2 separate regions of the Cricetulus griseus genome follow, and region 2 is linked to region 1. A link is a contact called in public Hi-C data. All regions are on one chromosome and are shown on one strand. Each heading gives the region's core, a stretch centred on a gene start, on an enhancer-like site or on the middle of the called end of the contact. The rest is flanking DNA. Distances are from core to core; before and after follow the strand shown. Region 1 holds the start of Tgfb2 (transforming growth factor beta-2 proprotein). Region 2 has its middle 100 kb from the start of Tgfb2.

What was found. A called contact is a pair of places that touch in the nucleus more often than the background predicts.
Region 2: a contact with region 1 is called in a Hi-C map of fibroblasts, with 4 times the contacts expected there. The contact joins the enhancer-like site here to the promoter of Tgfb2 in region 1. A contact is called at or near these places in 4 of 8 Hi-C or Micro-C datasets (the CHO-K1 cell line, fibroblasts and liver).

The regions. Positions count from the first base shown.
Region 1 is chr5:8,117,036-8,122,151 of CriGri-PICRH-1.0, forward strand. Tgfb2 (transforming growth factor beta-2 proprotein) reads left to right here and starts at 2,034. Exons shown (of 7, transcript XM_027418739.2): 1 at 2,034-4,025. The coding sequence starts at 3,680.
Region 2 is chr5:8,220,425-8,225,540 of CriGri-PICRH-1.0, forward strand. No RefSeq gene overlaps it. Among named protein-coding and RNA genes, the nearest start is that of Tgfb2, 100 kb to the left of the region's middle. Within about 2 kb of position 2,292, at least 1 of the 6 cell types and tissues checked has open chromatin away from gene starts, as enhancers often do. A contact at or near this core is called in fibroblasts, where this site is marked.

The DNA of each region.
Region 1 (5,116 bases), core at 784-3,283:
TGTGTGTTTAGCTGTTCTTTCTACAATTATGGAGGGCCAAATTTCTGTAAGCTTTAAAACAAGACACGTGTGACCTTGAAGCAGATCCATATGGATCCTTCCCTGAACCCTTTTTTGTTTCTACTTGATGAAGAAGACATAGACATGCTTGACAGTGACCCCTGACTGCAATGGAGAAAGGCTGAGAGAGCGGCGGCTGAAGTTCAGGGAGCAGACTCGAGGCCCCACTTGATGTAAACGCTTTCTATGCCTGGTATAATGATTCCTCACTATAATCTTTTGCGTATATTCCCATTCCCACGGGCCATGACGTGAACAGAGCCTCTGAATAATTTTGTTAGGTTCATGAGCCACAGGGACAGGAATTTGAACTCCTGGATGGTCCTCCTGGGCACTGGGGTACTCGAGGGTGCTCTTTCACCAGACAGCCCAGGGAGCCCCGAGGCCACGCCAGTAGTAATAGATGCGGTGGCTTTGTTTCCTGACTATGGGCCACAAAGGCCTGAGAGCTGCTGAAGATGGACGGATGGGATGCACCAGCACAGCTTTTGAGAGCTGCTCTCCCGGGCTCCCTCTTCTGCTGACATGGGGACTGTGCTTGCCCATCCCAGAATGTGTTTGTCACCTCCTGGGCTTTGGGGAAACTAAAGGAGCCTCTTAGGAAGAGGTCCCTTCTCAGGCCTAAGGGATATAGAGCTGCACGTGCTCAAATAACTGCCTTGGGCAAGAGTGTGGGTATTGATAATATAGGGGTGCGTGTCTGCATGACTGGAGTACATGTTAACACGGGGCTATTGCTGCTCTGCACATATCCTTATCTGCACCCACCTATCCTAAGAGTCACCCATGCCCGTTCCCCAGGTCAGTCTCAGCACCCGGTGAGATGCTCACTGGCTTCAGGGGAAGCCCTCCCTAGGTGTTCAGTAGATTACCGTGGCAGAACCCCCCCTGTATTCCAAAGTGGCACTGGCCCTCCCAGCAGCTCTAGCTATGGCTCTGTGTCTTCTCTTCGCTGATGAAACAAACTATCAGCCAACAGTAGCTCTGGGTGGGTTCCTCTCCAGCTTACAGGATCATAGACAGCTGTCTAACCCTGCCAGGAGAGCTGTCTCCATGTGAAGCTGATGGTGAAGTCTGCCGATGACAGAGGTTTCTATATAGTTTTCAGAGTCATTTAGGCATGTGTTGGAACAATTCGTTCATTCCAGGGTTGTACAGGTCCAGAGGAGTAGAGGGATTTTGTGTTCAAGGTGGGTGGGGACGGGATCAAAGACTTAGGAAGTTTTCTGCAGAATTCTTAGAACACAGACTGTGGCGGTGGGAATCTTGGTTCTGTAAGAGGGCAGTAGACTGTTGTCAATCACCCACACTGACTTGACCTCGGAATCCCTGGTGGTCAGATGTTCTGGGACTGGGGTCTCTCAGAATTGCATTAGTGAGAGAGAACTCAGGCAGCGGGCAGTCCCTGCCAAGTCCAGACCCATCACTTCCTGTTCTCTGCAACCACGGGCTTCACTTCCTATGGCCTCTGTCTCCTTGGCTGTGAAATGGAAACAATGCTCTTCATTGCTGTGTGTAATGTATGCCAGCTACCATCACTATTTGCCCATCTCGCTCTACCAATAGTACAGGTCCCTCCCACACGTCTACCGCATGCATCCCTACAGGCTTGGTTCGTTTTCAACTAGGAAGTGACTGAACCAGTAAATGATACAGAGATGTCGACTTTGAGGGGAACACAGAGTTTCCAGTTTAAATTATGTGTCTAGTCAGTGTGGGCACAGAGTCACTGCTAAAATTGAAATGTTGACTTTGACTAAAGGTGAAGAGGCGAAGTGGCAAGAATGACTCTGGTGTCCATCGGGGTCGGTGTGTAGAAGATGTCAGCCTGTGAGTACTGTGGAACAGTAGACATCCAACATCTAAAATCCAGGTTTCCTGTGTGTTTGCTGCGGATAGAATGAAGGGGGGGGGGAGATAATACCTGTCTAGGAAGAAAGGACCGAGCCATGCGAGAAGCGGGTTCACAGGAGGAAGGCAGTGATTCCTTTATTCAGAGCAGTAAAACAGAGCATCTTTGGGGGGGAGAGGTGCATCTGTTTCCGCTAGCTAGTTTGCTAGTTCACAAACAGAAGGCTAGGTTGTAAACAGACCAATAAAAATCAGGGAGCCTGCGAATGAATGAGCCCCACCGTGTAAAAAGGAGATGCTTAGCTGCCTGTCCCTCGGAGATCACAGACTGTGACTGCTGCGGATCTCTCTTGCCAGTCGCCCTCCTCCTCGGGCCGTCCCCCTTTCCACACCCCCTCAACGGTCGAGAGCTCGTGGTCTTAGTAACAGAGGACTTCTGACTGTAATCCTAGCGCGTCACTTTGTTGAAGGCAAACACGTGGTTTGGGGAGCACTTATAAATCTCTGCTCCGGGCAGGATCGTGATGTTATCTGCTGGCAGCAGAAGGTTTGCTCGGAGCGGAGCTGCTGGAGCTGCCGGCCAGAGAGCCAGGGCGTGAGAGTGAGAGAACAAGCAGAGAGCTGAGCCCCGGGGCAGGGGACAGGGATGAGGAGCAGAAGCGTTAGGGTTTAAGGAGCCGTTCTGGAGCTACCCGGCTGCAGAGAGGAGTCGGTCTCAGCAGAGGTCTATTTTAGGGTCGCAAGGTACTTCTTACCCTAACCGAGAAAGTGCAAACTTGCTGGAAGCCAGGAGAGGCTGGGGAAGGGTGCGAGTCTCCGTGGCGCCCCGCGGCCGACGCGCCCAGGAGGCGGTGTTGTTCCACAGGGGGTGAAGAAGGTGGCCGGTTTCTGTCGCCCCGTGGCCGCCTGGAGCCAGAGGAGCAGGATCTGCAGGACGGAGCTGGAGGCTAGCCCCCTTTGCAGGCATCAGCGGCGGCTGCAACGTGGAGCGACCCGGCCGGGTGTAGGCCACAGCGCGGCCACAGGAGCAGGATCGTCGCTGCCTGCTCCGACCTCGGAGGAACTCCGGGGCGGACAGTACCCTCACCGAGTCCCCGAGTGAGCTGCGCCGGGGCGCATCTGCCTCCCCGCGGCTCGCCAGGCTCGCCCTCGGCGCGCGCACACGCACGCGCGCACACATCCACACGCACACTCATCCACACACGTGTGGAAGGCAGGGCCGAGCCGCTCGGTCTTTGAACATCTCAGTTAGAGCCCGGCGCAGCCCCGGCCGCGGCTCCGCTCTCCCCGCGGCCCTGAGCACCTCCTCCCAGCCCCAGGACCTTCTCGTCTCTTCCCTTTTGGCCGAAGGATCCGAGTTCAGATCCGCCACTCCGCACCCGAGCCTGACACACTGAACTCCATTTCTTTCTTTTAAGTTTATTTCTACTTCAGAGCCACTCACCCCCTCCCTTCCAGGGGAAAAAACAAACCTTTCTTACTCCCTAAAGTGAGAGCCCCCACCCCCACCCTTGAGCATCGCATAGTAATATCTCCACGTTGGGAACGCGTTGCATTTTCTTTTTTTAAAGGAATCCCAGCCAGGGACGTTTTTCTATTGGGCATTGACTTTCGATTGCTTTGCAAAAGTTTCGCATTAAAAAAGAAAAACAAAAAACAAAAAAAACAAACTTTACCTGACCCGCTTTGAGAATTACTGTTTTCTTTATATATATATTTTTTCTTACTTTAAACAACAACACCAGCGACGATTCCACCTTTTAGAAACATGCACTACTGTGTGCTGAGAACCTTTTTGCTCCTGCATCTGGTCCCGGTGGCGCTCAGCCTGTCTACCTGCAGCACCCTCGACATGGACCAGTTTATGCGCAAGAGGATCGAAGCCATCCGCGGGCAGATCCTGAGTAAGCTGAAGCTCACCAGCCCCCCGGAAGACTACCCTGAGCCGGACGAGGTCCCCCCGGAGGTGATTTCCATATACAACAGTACCAGGGACTTACTGCAGGAAAAGGCAAGCCGGAGGGCAGCTGCCTGCGAGCGAGAGCGGAGCGATGAAGAGTACTACGCTAAGGAGGTTTATAAAATCGACATGCCGTCTCACTTCCCCTCCGAAAGTAAGTACAGTTTCCGTGGTTTTCGCCTTTTCCATCCCCGAGTGTGAGGTTGGCCCGGAGCTCCCCAGAACCACAGCAGCCATAGGCGTCCGCCTTTTCTTCTCCAGGTCCCCAGGTCCCCATCGGCCCCTTTCCATTCTGTCCCTCGCTCCTTCCACGTCTTTTCCAGTCGCGGGATGGAGATCCGCAGTTTTACAAATCTTCACCTTCTGTTTTAATTTTTTTTCTCTATAATTCCCTTCCCCAAACGCCCCAGTCCTTTTTAAAGACCTTTGATTTTTCTCCCTCTTCCCTGGTCCACCAACTAGGGAGTCAGGTCCCTTCTGTCAAAAAGAAAGTGCTTCCCGGATGACTTTAGGCTAGGGGACAGTGGTAGACCTGTTTTCTTTGCTGGGTTGGCGTGGGGTGGGGGTAGGGGTGTCCTCCAACCGGTGCGCAAAGAGTTAAAAAAGAAGTGCCTCCGAACTAGCCTTCCCAAAGGCACCCCTTTCAGTGCTGACCTATTTGGGGGCTCCCCAAGCTTTCGCTATTGTTTCTCACTGCCCTAAGAATGTCAGCATCACCAGCACCAAGCGGGATTGCGGGCGCTCGTGCGGGGTGTTGGGGGGGGGGGGGACGACGACTGAAAACCCCTTAAATCCTCGATCTACTATGGCTCTCTCTGGGTGTTTTCACACCCCCTCCCCTCGCAAAACCGAGTAGCCAAGTCCTTTTCTGACCTCACGTGGAGAGTAGAAAGGGTAAATACGGTTCTAACTGGGCTGAGTCGCTTTCACTTCCCGTTCCGTTTCTCTAGCTGGCCCTTACTAGGCTGAGAGCAGGACGTTTTTCTTGGGGGATTCTCCGATATCTTTTTCAACCTTGAACTCTGCTCCTGCACTTTCTTAAGCAGCGGAGACACTTGAGCATTCCGAGATCGAGTTTAGGAAAGACAGCTGATTTTTTTTTTTTTTTTAAATATCTTCACCCTGTTTCCCTGCGAGCATTGTCCTCAAAACAGCTGGCATACAGTAGCAGTGATTTATTGTGGTGCTCTTTGGGGGGAAGGGAAGCAGTGCTGTTGGGAGAAGAGAAGCGGGGAGAAAGAGAGA
Region 2 (5,116 bases), core at 1,042-3,541, 100 kb after region 1:
CTCTGGTTTTATTTCCTTTATTCTCTTTTTTAAACTTGGGAAGATTCTGGTATTTCTTCCTGTACAAGCAAAGATAGAAGGCCAGTGTCATGGCCTGCCAGCCACCCAGCAGTCAGAACCCCCTTTCTCCTTCTCTTTCCAGCAGGGCATCTGGCTCCTCCATTTTGTGAATCAGTATTGTTTCTTCCCTGCTGCTCCTCTGGTGCTGGAGGCCAGTCAAAAGGAAGGAGGGAAAGAAGGAAGGACGGGAGGAAGGGAAGGAGGGAGGGAGGGAGGAAGGGAGGGAGGGAGGAGGGAGGGAGGGAGGGAGGGAGGGAGGGAGGGAGGGAGGAGGGAGGAAACAGATTCAACAAGACCGGCCAGGTTTTGAAGACAGCTGCTGTGCTGCTTTCAGCTCCTGGGATGCCCTTATTCAGGTGACCTTGACTGACACTTCATGTTCCCTCTCAGTACCTGTTGGCCTGGAGACTTGAAAACAAGCAAAACCAGGAAGCAGCTTGCATTTGAACAACTCGTAGAGGTCAAGTAGGGTTCTTTTGCCTTTCTTTGTTTCTAAAGGATGAGTTTCTGAGTGACTCACTGGACTGCCCATGGCTTCACAGAACCATTACAGAAGGAATCTGAGACAGCCATGGAGCCTGCAGAAATTGTCCTTTCGTGGATGCTAATGAGGTGCTACAACGTTAGCCTTTGCTAGTGCCTTTATTGTCCCTGCCTCCAGAGTCATAAGCAGAGTGACAGTGTTTGTAGGTAACAGTTTCTCCCTCTAACCTGACGTGCTCCACTAGGTACTTGGGGGAATCCATAGGCTGTGAGTGGCACTGATGGGGATTTTACTGACACAAAGCCACGCAGGGAAAAAAGCCCTCTGGGAAGGGATTTTATCAAGAATTGTGAAAACACTGCTGTTTTGAAATGTACCACCTAGCAATATATTCTTGGCACTCTGGTTAGCTTTCCAGCTCATAGGCAAAAATCTACAACACTAAAGAAGGAACTCTGGTTCCACGCCTGTAATTACATTCACTCCTGTAGGACCCTCGGTTGTCTTCAAAGATATTTACATGTCTCCTGCGATAATTAGTTCTACGTAGCCATCTGCTCCCTTTATTTGGAAGAATTTCAAAGAATCCACTTTTGTAAACCCTCAACTGTAAAGATGGGAGCACTTTAATCACTTCCAAGACATCAGCCCAAGAGCAAAACTAGACATAATTATGTGTTGTGTTACATCTGGCCCCAGGCCCGCCTCTTCTCTGAGATTTCTCCACACACAACTCCTCACTGTTATCTGCTCGTCACTTTCATTCTGCGTTCAGTATTCCCATCCTTGGCTGTCTGGCCTCTCTCCTGAGCACAGACATTCATCTCTAAGGCTGAGCTGAAAAAAATTCACTCAGGTGATTATCATCTTTATCCTGCTGTTCTCTAAGGAACAATTTTTGTTTTCCTAGCTTAGCTTGGTGGTGAGGTGCTGCTAACATCTCACAGTGTTCAGGGAAAATGTCTTCTCAAGATCAGATTGACAGTCCTGTCCATCATGCCGGGGGGGGGGGGGGGACCAAGGTGGAACATTGGAACATACGTGGGTTTTCTACATGTCACAGCTTCTATTGAACTTTTTGTGACTTATTCTGTTTACCTTCTCCTTTAACTCCTCCATTAAACCACACACTGTAGGGTATTGGTCTTTTGAGTGTGTGTGTGTGTGTGTGTGTGTGTGTGTGTGTGTGTGTGTGTGTCTCATTCCCTCAACTGGATGTGAGCCTTCAGTATTCGTCCTTCATTTTTATGTCTTTAATTGTATCCAACCTTGTGCTATGTACTTAACACACACTCACCCAATGCATTCCACTCAGTAATGAATCGTTCACCAAAGTTTGATGATGACATACTAGGGTAATGGCCAAGCTTTCCTGAGAGCGTTAGAGAAAAGGTAAAAAGATTTCTCTAAGAGGCAGAGATCTAACAGGCATACCGGGAGTGAACGGCACGTCTTTCATTTGATGTTTATTGACCACAATCCAGATCTCTTTAAAGCAAATTTTGTAGCACAGAGAACAAGGAATGTCAGAACTATGACTGAGGTTCACTCTTGAAGTGCTGAAATGTCCTGTTCTAGAAAATAAAGGTGTCTCTGGAGCACGGTTCCCTGCGAGAGTTTGGGAGTTTCACCGTATCCTGTCGTGACTCGGATGACAGGATTGTGAAGACATTTCCCATCTACGTGTTTGAGTTCCATGCCAGTGGACAACGTTCACACACGAATGACTCAGCTGCTCAGCTGGGCAGACAGAAACAGTTCCAACAGTGCTTGGAGAGCAGTGACTTGGACAAGAGCAGTGAGATTCAGGGCATTGGACAATGTTTTGGGTTACACCCTCAAATTCCCATGAACTTACTCTGTGTCACCTCAAGATTCAGACCACATGTGGGGTTACTGATAAGATCCACCTGCCCAACTTAAAATTCTGAGTGCCAAACTTTGGTGTGTGACTGGTATAAAAGGACTATTCTCTGAGCCAAACAGCCACCATCTTTCAGAGTTCAGCTGTGTCCACTTGCAAAAGGTTGTCCCAGCTGGGCTTGCGGACTGTTTGCATGGACTGGCATGTCAACCTCATGCTGGCAGGGAGCACCACAGCCCTCAGTTCAGTATCCAGCCTCTCTCCATGTTTCTTGTCGTACTCACCTGGACACTAATTGCACATGGCCTCCAGGAAAGGCTGGGGCATGCAGGCTAGCGAGGGGTAGAGTGTACAGCTTTGAGAAACAGCCATCGTCTTGAAAAGACTTGAAGTGTGGCCTTTTTGGGGGAAAGGACCCACAACCCCACCCCTTATCCTTGCTCTGTAAGGAAGCCCAATAAATTCCCTGATTCCCTAGAGTGAACTTTGCAGGAATCGATTTGTTGTTGAGACCTTAGGATGAGGGGTTGGCACCTTTTCTGCATCTCCTCCAGGGAAGAGATTTTAGCGACACTTGGTGTAGTTTGCAGGATACGATGAAGGTGAAGGTGAGTATGGGACGAGCAATGGACGGTGTAGACCCTGACGGGAGGAATCAGATGAGCAAATGAAATAAAATCGCCCGAGGGCAGCTTTTGCAGAGGGCACTGTGGATGTGCTGGTCTGTCTCTGTAAGGAGTCGCATATCAAGAGACGAGATGTCACAGGCACTTTTACAGGCAGCCTGGTTGTTGCCATAGGAGACAGAAGATCTTAGGGGAGACCAGACATAAACGGAGAATTGCAGCGGCTGGCTTGCTCAGTATTGGCCTCCAACTTAGCAGGGAAAATGAAAAAAAAAAAAAAAAGATAAGGAGAAATGGGGGCGTTGACCTGCTCTTTTTTATTACTAGGGACCCAATGGAGGAAGAAGGCCCGGATTATGCCAGTAACACTGAGCTCCTCCTGGGACTCACAAACCTAGATCCAATGGGAGGAGTCAAGTAGAGACTAGGAGGGGACCCACCTAGAAGTGACCACAGATAATCCTAGGTAATCCTCGGGTCCCACCTTTAATGCAGAGAAAGGGAAGGTCTATGACCCAGCATACTGATAGAGCTCTAGCAACTGGCTGTTGCTGGAGCCTGGGCCAGTAGGAGAATAGCCAGCCCCAGGGCTGCTGGAGCTAAGGGAGACTTTCAGTAAGCAGAGGGAGCCCTGGTTTGTGAAGCTGTGGGCCATGGGAGAGGATGGAATCGGCCTAATGAGCCAGCGCTGAAGAAGCTGAGAAAGGGTAACACCTCCATCCTCCCCTCCTTGGGACAAAGGCTTTGCAATCCCTGGTGGATTAGGGACCTGTGCTTATCTCCAACTGAGGTCTCCATGGATATTAGGAACTAGACAACAACAAAGGAAGGGTAGGCCTTGCTAAGAGAAGTGGGGATGCAGGAAATGGTGTTTGGTGGCCAATCAGCAATTCCCGGGACTGTGTTTACAGGGGTCCTGAGAAAGAAATGGATTGGAGCAAGGACTGGAAGACTGGTTTGGAGCCTTGGTGGCAGTGTGGAGCCTGTGACTTGTTGGGACTTATGTGAAGATTGCAGAGGCTTAGGCCAAAATTTTGACCAGTATCAAAACATCTTGTTGTTGTTGTTGTTGCTGTTGTTGTTGCTGTTGCTGTTGCTGTTGTTGTTGTTGTTGTTGTTGCTGTTGTTGTTGTTGCTGTTGCTGTTGTTGTTGTTGTTGTTGTTGTTGCTGTTGTTGTTGTTGTTGCTGTTGTTGTTGCTGTTGTTGTTGCTGTTGTTGTTGCTGTTGTTGTTGTTGCTGTTGTTGTTGTTGTTGCTGTTGTTGTTGTTGTTGCTGTTGTTGCTGTTGTTGTTGCTGTTGTTGCTGTTGTTGTTGTTGCTGTTGTTGCTGTTGTTGTTGTTGTTGTTGCTGTTGTTGTTGCTGTTGTTGTTGCTGTTGTTGTTGCTGTTGTTTGTTGCTGTTGTTGTTGCTGTTGTTGTTGCTGTTGTTGTTGTTGTTGCTGTTGTTGTTGCTGTTGTTGTTGTTGCTGTTGTTGCTGTTGCTGTTGTTGTTGTTGTTGCTGTTGTTGTTGCTGTTGTTGTTGTTGTTGCTGTTGTTGTTGTTGTTGTTGTTTTAGAACCATAGGTGGATGCTTACAATTTCCCTGGGAATGAAGTTTAGCAACTGTGACTGATTTGCATAATACTAAAATGGGAACTGCTTGGAAAGAGCTAATATGTTGACTCATCTTCATAGTCCTATTTCTCCCCAAGCCTTTCTCTCTAGCTTTCTGTGGGTATGTGTGTGTGCATTTGTTCACAGACAGAGGCCAGAAGAGGGTGCCAGATTTCCTGGAACAGGAGTTACAGGAGGACTCTTGTGTGGGAACTTCACTCAGGTCCTCTGTAAGAGCAGTACTTGCTCTTAACTGCTAAGTCCAGCTCCCACGTTGCTTAACATTCTAAAATTCAAGCCCTGCCCAAGATTCTGGATTTATCAGATTTTTTTTCCCTCCCAAGTACTTTGAAAGCTCCATTTGCACTTCAGAAATAGTGTGATTGGAAAACAACAACAATGGTAACGACAACAAAACACAAAAAGGAACTTCTTTTTAATAGAAGGGAAAATGAGAATGTAAATTGCTTTTAGAGTTTTGTTTTCTT